Regions from separate parts of the Macaca mulatta genome. Here region 1 is linked to region 2. A link is a contact called in public Hi-C data. All regions are on one chromosome and are shown on one strand. The core of a region is the stretch at or near the end of the contact, and the rest is flanking DNA. Distances in the headings are between cores, read along the strand shown.

The links. Hi-C and Micro-C count contacts between places; a contact is called where the count stands out from the background.
Region 1: a Hi-C map of CD4 T cells shows a contact between it and region 2, with 7 times the contacts expected there. The contact joins the promoter of UTP3 here to the promoter of DCK in region 2. A contact is called at or near these places in 2 of 14 Hi-C or Micro-C datasets (CD4 T cells and fetal cortex germinal zone).

Annotation. Positions count from the first base shown.
Region 1 is chr5:63,166,458-63,173,051 of T2T-MMU8v2.0, reverse strand. UTP3 (UTP3 small subunit processome component) reads left to right here and starts at 4,168. Exons shown (of 1, transcript XM_001105717.5): 1 at 4,168-6,185. The coding sequence starts at 4,326. The coding sequence ends at 5,762. LOC144341169 (a long non-coding RNA gene) reads right to left here and starts at 3,961. Exons shown (of 3, transcript XR_013417952.1): 1 at 3,786-3,961; 2 at 2,669-2,788; 3 at 2,264-2,405.
Region 2 is chr5:62,848,405-62,855,324 of T2T-MMU8v2.0, reverse strand. It overlaps DCK (deoxycytidine kinase), which reads left to right and starts at 2,161. Exons shown (of 7, transcript NM_001257554.1): 1 at 2,161-2,306; 2 at 6,479-6,594. The coding sequence starts at 2,216.

The DNA.
Region 1 (6,594 bases), core at 2,919-5,418, 320 kb before region 2:
TTTTACTTTTTTCCCTTAGCACATTGTTTTAAAGTTCCATTCATGTTGCCATATGGACTACTGCTTCCAATTACTATATAGTTAAAATGTCTATGAAATGTATCATCTTGGCCAAGCATGATGGCTCAAGTCTGTAATCCCAGCACTTTGGGAGGATGAGGGGTGGGTCACCTGAGGTCAGGAGTTCGAGACCAGCCTGGCCAACATAGTGAAACCCCGTCTCTACTAAAAATACCAAAATTAGCTAGGCTTGGTGGCAGGCGCCTGTAACCCCAGCTACTCGGGAGGCTGAGGTAGGAGAATTGCTTGAATCTGGGAGGCGGAGGTTGCAGTGAGCTGAGATTGTGCCATTGCACTCCAGCCTGGGTGACAAGAGTGAAACTCTGTCTCAAAAAAAAAAAATTATCATCTTAATCATGAGAGTGAAAGGAGGTGCTATGAATAATTACACTGGGATAACAGGTTAAACAAGGTCATCCTAGGGCAAGCCAGAATGTATGATCACTCTATGCTCCTAAATTCCATGCTATTCTTCCACAACATTTTATTGATCCGCTGTTCCAGTGATGGATATCCAGGTTGTCTCTAACTTGCTGCTACCAAAAATAACTTTTCAAATAGCCTCGTACAGGTCCTCTTATAGATGGGCTTACGTGAGAATTTCTTAAACAAAAAGATATCTGCAATGATTTGTAAATTTCTGATACAGGTAATTCTGAGCACCCAGAAGATTAGTAAAGTTACAAATGAGAATAAAGCATAGTAGAGTACTTAGGTTAGCATTGAAGGTTTTTGTAGTAATGAAAGGTATGGCTGGAAAGGTTGTTTTGGGGTAAAACTTCAGGATAGCCATGTATGCTGTTAATAAATGAGTTTTTACTATCTTGATAGGAAATGAAAGTTTCTGAACCAGGATATGGGGTGACAGAAATGATATTCTAGGAAGATATATCTGATGTACCAGATCAAATGTACCAGAGACTAAAAGGAGACCTATTAAAGGAAAAGTTGAAAGCCAGTTTAGTATAGTACTTAGCTATAGCACAGCATGGATTCTGAAGCCGGACTGTTCTGGTTTAAATCTAGTTCTAACACTTATCAGCTTTATGACCTCACTTAAGCTATATGTGCCTAATTTTCTCATCTCCAATTACAGATTATTATAGTAACTTTTCACAGGGTTATAATGGTTTCAAGAGCTTACAACGGTATCTAGCACATAATAACCACTCTCAGTGTTAGCTATTATTAATTATAATTGCTTCAACAGTCCAGGAAGAAATAAAGATTAGTTTAAGCTAATGTGATCATACAATACCTCCAACACCCAGAACAAATGCCCTGAAAGAAGTATCCTAATGTGTCATCACCTAATGTGTCATTCACAGACTCCCTAATTTCCATAGTAAGAAAATCCCATAAAGGGCTTAGAGTAAGGCAAAAAGAATATTAAAAAAAAAAAAAAAAACCTGCTGGCTCTCATTAGTGTAGCTTGCTAACTCCTGAGTCAGATATTGCAATAACATAATAAAGATTCAAATTGGCTGGCCGCAATGGCCCACACCTGTAATCCCAGCACTTTGGGAGGCTGAGATGGGCAGATCACCTGAAGTCAGGAGCTTGAGACCAGCCTGGCTAACATGGTGAAACTCCATCTCTACTAAAAACAGATAAATTACCCAGGTGTGGTGGCAGGTGCTTGTAATCCCAGCTACGTGGGAGGCTGAGGCAGGAGAATCAACTGTTCTTTATCAAAAGGATCTGAAAAACTGGGTGAAGCGGCTTGCACCTTTAGTCTCAGCTACTCAGGGGGCTGAGGCAGGAGATCACATAAGCCCAGGAGTTCTATCCAGCCTGGGGAACATAGCAAGCACCTGTCTCTAAAAACAAAGGCTCTGAGAATGTTAGAATACAATACTCTCTGAATATGCATTGAATACTGCAACTCTGTTCTGATAGGAAATTTAATATTTAGTATAAACTAAATAATATTAATATGATCATTCCCATTTACAATATCCAAAATATTTTTCTAACTTATCTATAATAAAATATGCATTTTAGTCTTGAAGCCTGACTAAATTCTCAAATAATCTGCAATTAAAATGAACAATTAGTATTTGTTTTATGTGTCTAAATAAAACTTAATGTTTAAATAATGAAAATTTAACATTTAAAGCAAGGAAATAACTACAGTCCTAGCACAGATGTCATATTCTTTAAGCAATATTCCCAAAACAGCAATCTAAAGGTTATCTCTTACCCCTCCGTTCTCTTACAGCACTGGGTTTACATCATACACTGCCTTGTATTCCGGTAATCTGTATGAGCGTCTTATTTTCTACCTGATTATAAAGTCCTTAACTAGCTGATTCATCTTTGGATCCACTACTGTCTGTGGCATTCTGCAACAAAGAGTAAGCAGTTAATATCTGCTAAATGGCAAAATGTACTAAAATTTACATTAAGAAATAAATTCATGCTTACCATCAGAACATAACTTTTGCCCACATCTTTCTAAATTTTATTTTCTAAAATCTTGTAAAAATTTCAAAATGTTTCAGACACCTTTAGGCACTTGGAAAATGTTTAAAGTATCACTTTTCTAAAATTTTGCATTATTTCTATTAACCTAATGACACTATACTTTCTGCAAAGAAATTGTCACCTTTGGCCGGATGCGGTGGCTCACGCCTGTAATCCCGGCACTTTGGGAGGCCGAGGCGGGCGGATCACGAGGTCAGCAGATCGAGACCATCCTGGCCAACATGGTGAAACCCCGTCTCTACTGAAAATACAAAAATTAGCTGGGGGTAGTGGCGTGTGCCTGTAATCCCAGTTACACGGGAGGCTGAGGGAGGAGAATCACTTGAACCAGGGGATCGGAGGTGGCAGTGAGCTGAGATCGCCACTGCACTCCAGCCTGGCGACAGAGCGAGCCTCTGTCTCAAAAAAAAAAAAGAAAAGAAAAGAAAACAGAAAGAAATTGTCACCATTAATTTTATTTTATTTATTTTTTTGAGACAGAGTCTCCGTCTGTCGCCCAGGGTAGAGTGCAGTGGTGCGATATCGCCTCACTGCCACCTCCGCCTCCCGGGTTCAAGTGATTCTCCTGCCTCAGCCTCCCGAGTAGCTGGGATTGATTACAGGTGCCCGCCCCCAAGCCCTGCTAATTTTTTTTGTATTTTTAGTAGAGACTGGGTTGCACCATTGTTGGCTAGGCTGATTTTGCACTCCTGACCTCAAGTGATCCACCCACCTCGACCTCCCAAAGTGCTTAGGATTACGGGCGTAATCCACCGCGCCCAGCCATGTCACCATTAATTTTAGCAACATATCAAAAGTTCAGCTTCCAACCACCTACACTAAAAGGTATCATAATACTAACCCCGAACCTTGCATATGTAATGCCTAAAAACTTACACCCTGAATTACTCTAACATTCAGGGCAGACCTCCTCGAGAAGAGTCAGACCCTGCAGTGGGGCTCTGCCTTCCCACCGTCAGCCTCAGGGTCATCTAGGTTTATCGATCCCCATGGAGCGGGTCCCCGAGCTCTGTAAGCAGGGAGAGGGCGAGGGGGATGAGTAAACCCGAGCCGGAGGTCCGGCCTGCGCTCTCCCCCGGAAACCTCCCGCGGGATTCTGGAGTCTAGCGGCGCTGCCTGAGGCTGTGGTGCCCAGAAATGTGGTGGTGGGGCGGGGGGGTGGGTATGAGAGAAAAACAATCTGATTAACTTCCAGCCTGATAAGCAGAAAAGAGAAAACAAGGGAGCAGGAGAACTACACTAGCACACGCCTGCCGGTCGCAAATGCCAGGTACACGCGCAGTTAAAACTCCATGGAATGCCCCCACGACTTCTCCAGGGCGTAAAGCGCAGCGCCCTCTATTGGCCGTCTGGATCTCGCCTGGAGGTGCCGTCAAGATTCCGTCCGCCAGCCACGTCCAGGCACTCCAGAATAAGCGCATGAGCCCCAAGAAAGGGTTCGGTGGAACGGAACTTCCTTATCCTATCGTTTCCACACGGAAAGATTTTAATTCACCGGAATCGACTGGCGTCAAAGGGCACAGCGAAAAGGAAGTTGGTATCAACGTGACCTCGCCTAAGGGACCGAGCGGAAGTCCTGAATCGTACGCCACGCGGAGAGCATGCTGGGGGCCGGAAGGTAAAAGAAATTCCTGTAGCGGATCCTGAGTCTGCAAACTCTGGTGGCGGGGGAGCGCGCGGCTGTTTAAAGCCACGAGTTATCGGAGCGTCTGATTCCTGCACCGAAGTCAGAGGTGGCCGAAAGTCCGGAGTCGCTGTAAAACCTGAGATTGTGAGCCATGGTGGGGAGATCCCGGCGGCGCGGAGCAGCTAAGTGGGCAGCTGTGCGAGCCAAGGCAGGTCCCACGCTCACCGACGAAAACGGAGATGATTTAGGATTGCCACCCTCACCAGGGGACACCAGCTACTACCAAGATCAGGTAGATGACTTTCATGAGGCACGATCCCGGGCCGCCTTAGCTAAGGGCTGGAATGAAGAACAGAGTGGAGACGAGGAGGATGGCGAGGAGGAGGAGGAGGAGGTGCTAGCCCTAGATGTGGACGATGAGGACGACGAAGATGGGGGGAGTGCGGGGGAGGAGGAGGAGGAGAATGCCGATGATGATGGTGGGAGCTCCGTGCAGAGTGATGCTGAGGCCTCTGTGGATCCCAGTTTGTCGTGGGGTCAGAGGAAAAAACTTTACTATGACACGGACTATGGTTCCAAGTCCCGAGGCCGGCAGGGTCAACAGGAGGCAGAGGAGGAGGAAAGAGAGGAGGAGGAGGAGGCACAGATCATTCAGCGGCGCCTAGCCCAAGCGCTGCAAGAGGACGATTTTGGTGTCGCCTGGGTTGAGGCCTTTGCAAAACCAGTGCCTCAGGTAGATGAGACTGAGACACGGGTCGTGAAGGATTTGGCTAAAGTTTCAGTGAAGGAGAAGCTGAAAATGTTGCGAAAGGAATCCCCAGAACTCTTGGAGCTGATAGAAGACCTGAAAGTCAAGCTGACAGAGGTGAAGGATGAGCTGGAGCCATTGTTACAGTTGGTGGAACAAGGGATCATTCCACCTGGAAAAGGAAGCCAATATTTGAGGACCAAGTACAACCTCTACTTGAATTATTGTTCGAACATCAGTTTTTATTTGATCCTGAAAGCTAGGAGAGTCCCAGCACATGGACATCCTGTCATAGAAAGGCTTGTTACCTACCGAAATTTGATCAACAAGCTGTCAGTTGTGGATCAGAAGCTGTCCGCAGAAATTCGTTATCTGTTGACACTTAAGGATGATGCTGTAAAGAAAGAACTGATTCCGGAAGCAAAATCCACCAAGCCCAAACCAAAGTCTGTTTCAAAGACTTCTGCTGCTGCCTGTGCTGTTACAGATCTTTCTGATGATTCTGATTTTGATGAAGAAGCTAAACTGAAGTACTATAAAGAAATAGAAGACAGGCAAAAGCTAAAGAGAAAGAAAGAAGAAAATAGCACTGAAGAACAGGCTGTTGAAGATCAAAATGCAAAGAGAGCCATTACCTATCAAATTGCTAAAAATAGGGGACTTACTCCTAGGAGAAAGAAGATTGACCGCAATCCCAGAGTGAAACACAGGGAGAAGTTCAGAAGAGCCAAAATTCGAAGAAGAGGCCAGGTTCGTGAAGTTCGTAAAGAAGAGCAACGTTATAGTGGTGAATTATCTGGCATTCGTGCAGGAGTTAAAAAGAGCATTAAGCTTAAATGAAGTTTTTGCTTAGCATAAGTTTTTGGCAATTGTGGATCAATACATTTTTACTTTTAACTAAAGTGATTGTATTAATATATAATACTTTAAATTTTAAAAATTCTTGTCCACAGGGAAATTTGTCTGGGTTATTGGACAATTTATATTAAGATTATAAGAACTGTGGGAGCAATATGAAGGTGCTTGAGAAAAGAGATGATGTTGAAGTTTTTCAGTATTCTGTTAAACAGGTATTAGCTTAGGCAAATTTCACAGTTCATTGTACAGTGTTAAACTCAGAACATGTGTAACTTTTCACATAAAGAGAATGCACCTTTGAGAGTTATTTGTAAAGCAGCCTATAAAATAGTTCTGAAATATTTTATTTACCTAACTGTAATTATTGGGCTACTTGTTAATAAATGGACTTAATGTTAACATGGATTTCATACGTTCTGTGTGGTTTAAAAGCATAGGAATGAAACTTTGGTTAAAAGTAGAAAAAGGAAGATATATGCCGTAATTACATCAATTGTCAATATTTTCTCATAGTTCTTCATGTGGTAAATAAGATAAAAATCCCATTTCCCCTTCTTTACTGGTGATTTGCAGCGGTTGCTGCTTGTGCTTGCACTCCATTTGCTAAAAATTTGATATGATTACTACTAGGTAAGTGGTAACTAAGTGGCAACAAAGTTCCATTTTTACAGAGTCTCACTCTAGCCCAGGCTGGAGTGCAGTGGCAGGATCTCTCGGCTCACTGCAACCTCCACCTCCCGGGTTCAAGTGATTCTCCTGCCTCAGTCTCCTGAGTGGCTGGGATTACAGGTGCTCACCACCACGTCCAGCTAAT
Region 2 (6,920 bases), core at 912-3,411:
GACAACTATTCAGGCCTTTTCGATTCCTAGGATCTTGCTATTAATCACTATGGGGATAAGTAAAAGTAATACATACAAAATAATTGCATAACAGTAATATAGGGCAGTTACATAGAATGATACTTGCTGTTTAATCCTGGAAAATGTGATCGCCAAGGATTCAGATTTAATTTCTGCTCTTTATTTCTGAGGATGGAGTCACCATTTTCCCCTTTTGGCTACACATTTAGATCCTTTTCAGGTCTCATGGTAGTTGCAGTGTAAAAAAAGAATAGCAAGGCCTTTGGTTTCTGTAGACAATTTGGACCAGATAACTTCTAGACTGGGTAATATCCGGTTTATTAGTGTTACTGAATGGGAAGTCTTGACTCTGAATTGTCTGGGTTCTTGGCGTGTTGAAGAATTGAACAAAACGTAGAAACAAAGCAACAAAAGAAGGAAGCAACGAAAGACAAAGCAACAAAACGGAGTAACAAAAGCACAAAATTTATTGAAGCGAAGGAAGTCCTTCAAGAGTCCCAACTGCAGTGTTCTTAAGGTTTACTAGGCTAAAAGAATTTGATAGACCCCTAGGCAATTGATTACACCCTATGAAAGATTGGCCTGCGACCAATCAGAGGCTGAAATGGAGATGGCTGAGAAAAGCAGGCTGATGCGGAAACTTGTCTTTTTTTTTTTTTTTTTTGAGGCAGAGTCTCGCTCTGTCGCCCAGGCTGGAGTGCAGTGGCGCGATCTTGGCTCACTGCAAGCTCCGCCTCCCGGGTTCACGCCATTCTCCTGCCTCAGCCTCCAGAGTAGCTGGGACTACAGGCGCCCACCACCACGCCCGGCTAATTTTTTGTATTTTCGGTAGAGACGGGGTTTCACCGTGTTAGCCAGGATGGTCTCGATCTCCTGACCTCGTGATCCGCCCGCCTCGGTCTCCCAAAGTGCTGGATTACAGGCGTGAGCCACCACGCCCGGCGGAAACTTTTGTCTTGTAATCACAGGAGTGAAGGTGTGGCCTGTATGCTGCCTAGTCTTGCCTAGAACTGGCTGCACCTGCTGTTCTTTTGCTTATGCCTTAACCCTTGGTTACCCTAATTCCCTAGTCTCTTGCCTCATTAGGTCTTTACCCTGACTAAAAATGCACTCATCGAGCTGGGACAAATCCTACACTGCGTTTGTCCCAGCAGAGTACATGGCACATAAGTAGGCATTCAAAAATTCAACATACAGTACATTTTGTTACCTATGTGCCAGGTGTTAGGCAGGCTAACAGCCGAACAGAAACCTACCTACCCAACGTGCTAACTTCTATGCAGCATGGTCGTGCATCCAAATCAAATGGAAAGCGGTATGGGAGATCTGGAAAGGCTTCCCGTGGGTGGCATCTGACTACCTAAATTCCCATCCCAGTTTCACTTATTGACTTTGACACTTGGAACAAGCAGCCTCCCAGTGCCTGTTTTCCCACTAGTAGGTAAATGGGCTAATGACAGTATCTTCGCCACTAGACTGAATTAATGAAAAGCACATAGAGGAAGAGAGCCTGGCTCTCTAAGTGGGCAGTGCGATTCCCGAGGGCGGAACTTCGCTTCATAGTCTTCCTCTAGGCTGAGAAGCCAGGGTAAATCCATTTGATTTTCCTACCACACAGTGCCTTCTCCCCTGATGAGTTCAAATCTTTAAGTCTATCCAGTTCTGTCCAGACGCGTCTGTTCATCTCCAGCAGGCCCACTGGAGAGGCGGGTTTTCCAAAGCCTGGCACGGCCCACTGCAGATGACGCCCCCTGTCCTCCAATGCCCTCAGGCCTCTGGCGTCCACCCTTCCTCCCCACCCGACTCCGGAACCTCTTCCAGCGCCCCGCCCGGGCGCCTGGCTGCGAGGGTAGAGGCCTTCCGCCACACGCGCGGCCCCGCCCCGGCCTCCACGTGACGTGGCGTGCGAAGCGCCCATGCGGGGAGTCGCGCTGGAGGCGGGCTAGGGCCGAGGGGCAACCAGAGATCGGTGGGCTGAGGAGGGCGGGGCCACGCCACAGGCCCGCCCCTGTCCTCAGCTGCCTCCGCGCGCCAAAGTCAAACCCCGACACCCGCCGGCGGGCCTGTGAGCTCACTAGCGGACGGGGCAGGTCGGGATCTGCCTCGGCTGCGCCGCGAGCTCCAGTGCGCGTACCTGTGGCCGCCTCCCAGCCCTCTCTGCTGGACGCGCTCTGGGCCGCCACAAGACTAAGGAATGGCCACCCCGCCCAAGAGAAGCTGCCCGTCTCTCTCAGCCAGCTCTGAGGGGACCCGCATCAAGAAAATCTCCATCGAAGGGAACATCGGTAAGGAGCCTCCAGAAATGTGGGACGCAAGGCTGGGGTGTCGCGGCAGTGGCTGAAGCTTCCCTTCGCCGCATCTCTGTGCAGCTCCTCGGTGAGGGCTTTCCCTCCAGCCTGGCCGTGTGGACGCGCCCTCGGCTTCCTTTCCCACCCAGAGCTTCCTTCCCTTCCCTCCCGCGCCACGGGGTGACTGCGGTCCCCGGAGTCAGACTGGGCGCCAGGCCTGTGGTCTCTGTGAGGCGCGCTTTGAGCCTCTGCGCCCTCTTTGTTGGGAACTCGCAAAGGGAAGCGGGGGAAGGGTATCAGATTTCTTGAGGTGTAACTTACATTAAATTCACCCTTTTTAGGTGTACTCTTTTATGAGGTTTGACAAACATTATGCGTTTTACTATCACCACGATCGAAATACAGAACATTTTCATCACCTCAGAAAGTTCCTACCTGCTCCTTTGTAGTCAGCGCCCTCCACCCTTCCTATTCCCTGACACCCACTGATTTGATTTCTATCCCTGCAAGTGTTGCCTTTTCCAGAATGCCATATAAATGGAATCATAGGCTATATCGCCTTTTGTGTCTGGCGTCTTTCATTTAGCATAATGCTTTTGAAATTCATTCATGTTACTTGTGTGTGTAGTTTTTTTTTTTTTTTTTTTTTTTTATTGCTGAGTAGTATTCCATTGCATGGATGTACCATCGTTTATCGATTTTCTAGTTGTGGACCTCTGGGTTGTTTACAGTTTTTTAGCTATGTTATTACCGAAACATTATTTTAGCTATATTATTAACGAAACTCGAAACATTCGAGTACAAGAAAAGAGGTCTTTTATGATCTTAATAGCATGCAATTCCTCACCCCTTACTCCACATCCAAGTAAACATTGGATTATGATTCGAAGACCACTAACGTTTCTGTTAACTCAGATGGGGTGCTAAGACTAGGTCATTTTGCAAGATACACACCAACGTCCGATTCTTCTGTATTTCCAACCTCAGGAAACCTACCCCTGAAACTTCCTGTTTTGATAGATTTTTTTTTTTTTTAATTTTTTTAGCTCCAGGTTGGGTGCTGGTCATTCATGCATACAGCAAATTTTTAAAAATTCTTACCACATTCAAAGCACTGTACCTTCTTGAAAAAGACAAGGCAGGCAGATGCTTAGTATTCAAATCAATAGAAAAAAAATACATTCTCAAAGAGGACTTCTTATTTCATTGCTCCATAATTAAGGCACCAGTAGAAAGACCATATACTATACTTAGCAATGTAAGTTATTTGACGGTGCATGTTTACTAGTATGGAACCCCTGACAGTTGCTTACTGAATAAAGAAGACCATATATAAAGACAGGAGAAAGTGGCTGAACAAAGCCATCTGAAAAGTAAATTTGAGGCAGGGCATGGTGGCTTATACTTGTAATCCCAGGATTTTGGGAGACTTAGGCAAGAGGATCACTTGAATCCAGGAGTTTGAGACCAGCCTGGGCAACATAGTGAGAACTCATCTCCAAAAAAAAATTAAAAAATTAGCTGCATGTGCTGGTGTGCCTGTGGTCCCAGCTACTCAGGAGGCTAAGGCAGGAGGATTGCTTGAGCCCAAAGATCAAGGCCACAGTGAGCCATGCTCACACTACTGCACTCCAGCCTGGGTGACAGAGCAAGACTCTGTTAAAAACACAAAAACAAAACAAAAAAGTAAAGTTGAATGAATAACCCCTCAGATTAATACCACAATACCTTCATCCACTTTCCCTCTCTCTAATCCAGTTAGGTAGTATCATATTTAGAAATCTTTCCTCAAAGCATCTTTAATCTTCTCAGCAGCTGAAATAATTTCCTAATATTTCATCCCATCTCCAGTTTCTCTTAACTACTTCTGCAGCGGTCTTTTTGTATGCAAATCTCATGTGTTATCCCCTGCTTAAAATTCTTCATTGATTTCGCCTTTACCTACACTGAAAGGAGTTGCAAACTGATAGCTGCAATTGCACAATATTGGCCTGCACAGGTTGAAAAAAAATTTTAGTGCCCAGTGGCTCAGGCTTGTAATCCCCGTCCTTTGGGAGGCTGAGGCGGGAGGATTGCTTGAGTCCAAGAGTCTGAGACCAGCATGGCAACATAGAGAGAACTAGTCTCTAAGAAAAAAAAAAAAAAAAAAATTAGGCCAGGCTCGGTGAATCACACCTATAGCTCCAGCTACTCAGGAGGCTGATGCTGATGTGAGAGGATCGCTTGAGTCTGGGAGGCAGAAGTTGCAGTGAACTGAGATGGCACCACTGCACTCCAGCCTAGGTGACAGAGTGAGACTCTCTCAAAAAAAAAAAAAAAAAAAAAAGACCAGTTGTGGTAGCATGCACCTTTAGTCCTAGCTACTCAGGAGGCTGAGTTGGAGGATCTCTTGAGACCTATAGTTTGAGGCTGCCACGAGCTGTGGTTGTGCCACTGCCCTACAGCCTGGGCTACAGAGTGAGACCCTGTGTCTAAAGAAAAATAAATTAAATTTGTTGCTAACTTGAAAACATTTTGAGATTTCCCATAAACAGTTAAATTATTGGCTTTTGAAAAATCTGAAGATCTGTTAACACCAGGCCTGCATTTCTGTATGACAGCAATTGGTGTTTAGATGGAGCATGTTCCTTGCTATTTTTCGTCTCCCTGACACTGAGACTTTGTTAGTTACTGTTTATTATTGGTCTTGCACTTTTGTTCATGTCCTCTTCACCTTATTTGTCAGATCCAAATAAGCAATAAATGCACAAATTGTTAAGCTGTGCGTAAACTATTTTGCAATTCCTCTATTCTTCCTAGAATTTGAACTTGGTCGTTTTAGTTTTATATTTATATAACCCATCTTCTTATGTTCTGTGTTATTCAAATGTTCCCTTATGTTAGATGGATGGAGGACTTACCTGCTTCTCATTTTAGTAGTATGTTCAGAATGACTTTCAGCATTATAACGCCTGCTTGGCATTAGGAATTCTGTTAGTTTCCATGACTTTTAAAAGTATTAACATCAGTGTCTTTGGTTCTTTTTCTCCTTTGCCTTCATAGAAAATTAATTTAATAATTAGCTTATTTTCTAGCTCCCACTTCCCCCCAAAAAGTTAAGGAACTAGACGTGTTAGTCTGATTGGCAGCTCTAGCTAACTGTTATTACTCTGGTTGAACTAAATGTAACCGTTTTTACTCTTAGACTTTTTAAGTATGACCACATGAATTTTTCTGCTTGTAAGTAGTGTCAGAAGAAAGTTGAATGCTCTAGCCTTAAGTGCTTTCCGACTCTGGTGGATGCCTAATTTTTTGATTTGTTCCTTGAGTGCTCTTTCTGAATATCATGTTCTCCTTTCCCTCTTCCATCTAGCTTAGTGAATGTGAGGTGTTCTTTCTATATGCTTCCACTTCCACTTAACATTCTTCTAAATGCCATACAGTCCCTAAGCTTATGCCCTCCATACTAAATTTTGGTGGCCAGTGTTTTTCCCATGATTAAATCTAATTGTCATCCAGTTTATCTTGAAACGTTTTTCTCCTCTCCTCTGGATCCAATTTACTTTGTGTTTTTCTTCTGAACTGTCTCTCTGTGTCACCTTCTTATTTACTGCCTCACTCCTTTTTTTTCTCTGTGTATGATTCTTTAGAGTTCTTACAGGTTTTTCTTCCTTTCTATTGCCCTGTCTAATGTCCTAGATTTAAATATAGTTCTGCAAGCCAAAGGTAAGTTCTTTCTACTCTCCATGGATCTAATTTATAAGGAAGAGGAAGCTTTGCTTATAAGTATATGAAGTTATTTATATGTTCATCTGTGTGTGTGTGTGCATGCACACAGGGAAAGAGAGAGAACATTATGCTAACCAGAGATGTCTGATACAACCACATTTGCTGACTTCAGATATAAAGGGTGTGGTGGCCATTAGGAGTATTACCTCTAGGTCAAGACTGTCCCTACTACTAAATATAATGTATTGTTAAACTAAACATAATAAAAAACAAATGTGCTTAATGAAATTGGGCAGGGGGGCCTTTTAATTTTCTTTTAAAGAAATATAAAGTTGAGAAAATTGAATGTTTTGGGTTTTTTGTGTTGCTCACTATTGTAAATCTTGCAGAAGCTAATGACTATTTAACATCTTTTTTTCCTGACAACTTTCCTTCCTCAATTTTATCTTTCCTCACAACAGCTGCAGGGAAGTCAACATTTGTGAATATCCTTAAACAAGTGTGTGAAGATTGGGAAGTGGTTCCTGAACCTGTTGCCAGATGGTGCAATGTTCAAAGTACTCAAGATGAATTTGAGGTATGAAAATAAAATTTAAGTAGATAAAAGCCTTTTGGTTTAGAGGAGCAGTAGTACTTAATCTCTTGGCTTTTTTCTTTTTCAATAAAACTTTTCAAATCTCACTTTAGGTCTGTATCTTCATCTAGGTGGTAGTTACATGGATATATATACAGTTGGCTCTCCATATCAGTGGGTTTCGGATCTGGGGATTCAACCAGTCATTAATAGAAAATATTCAGAAAAAAATAAACAATACAAAAATAAAAAATAATGAAAATAATACAGGATTACTGTTCATATAGCATTTACATTGTATTAAGTATTATAAGTAATCTAGAGATGAT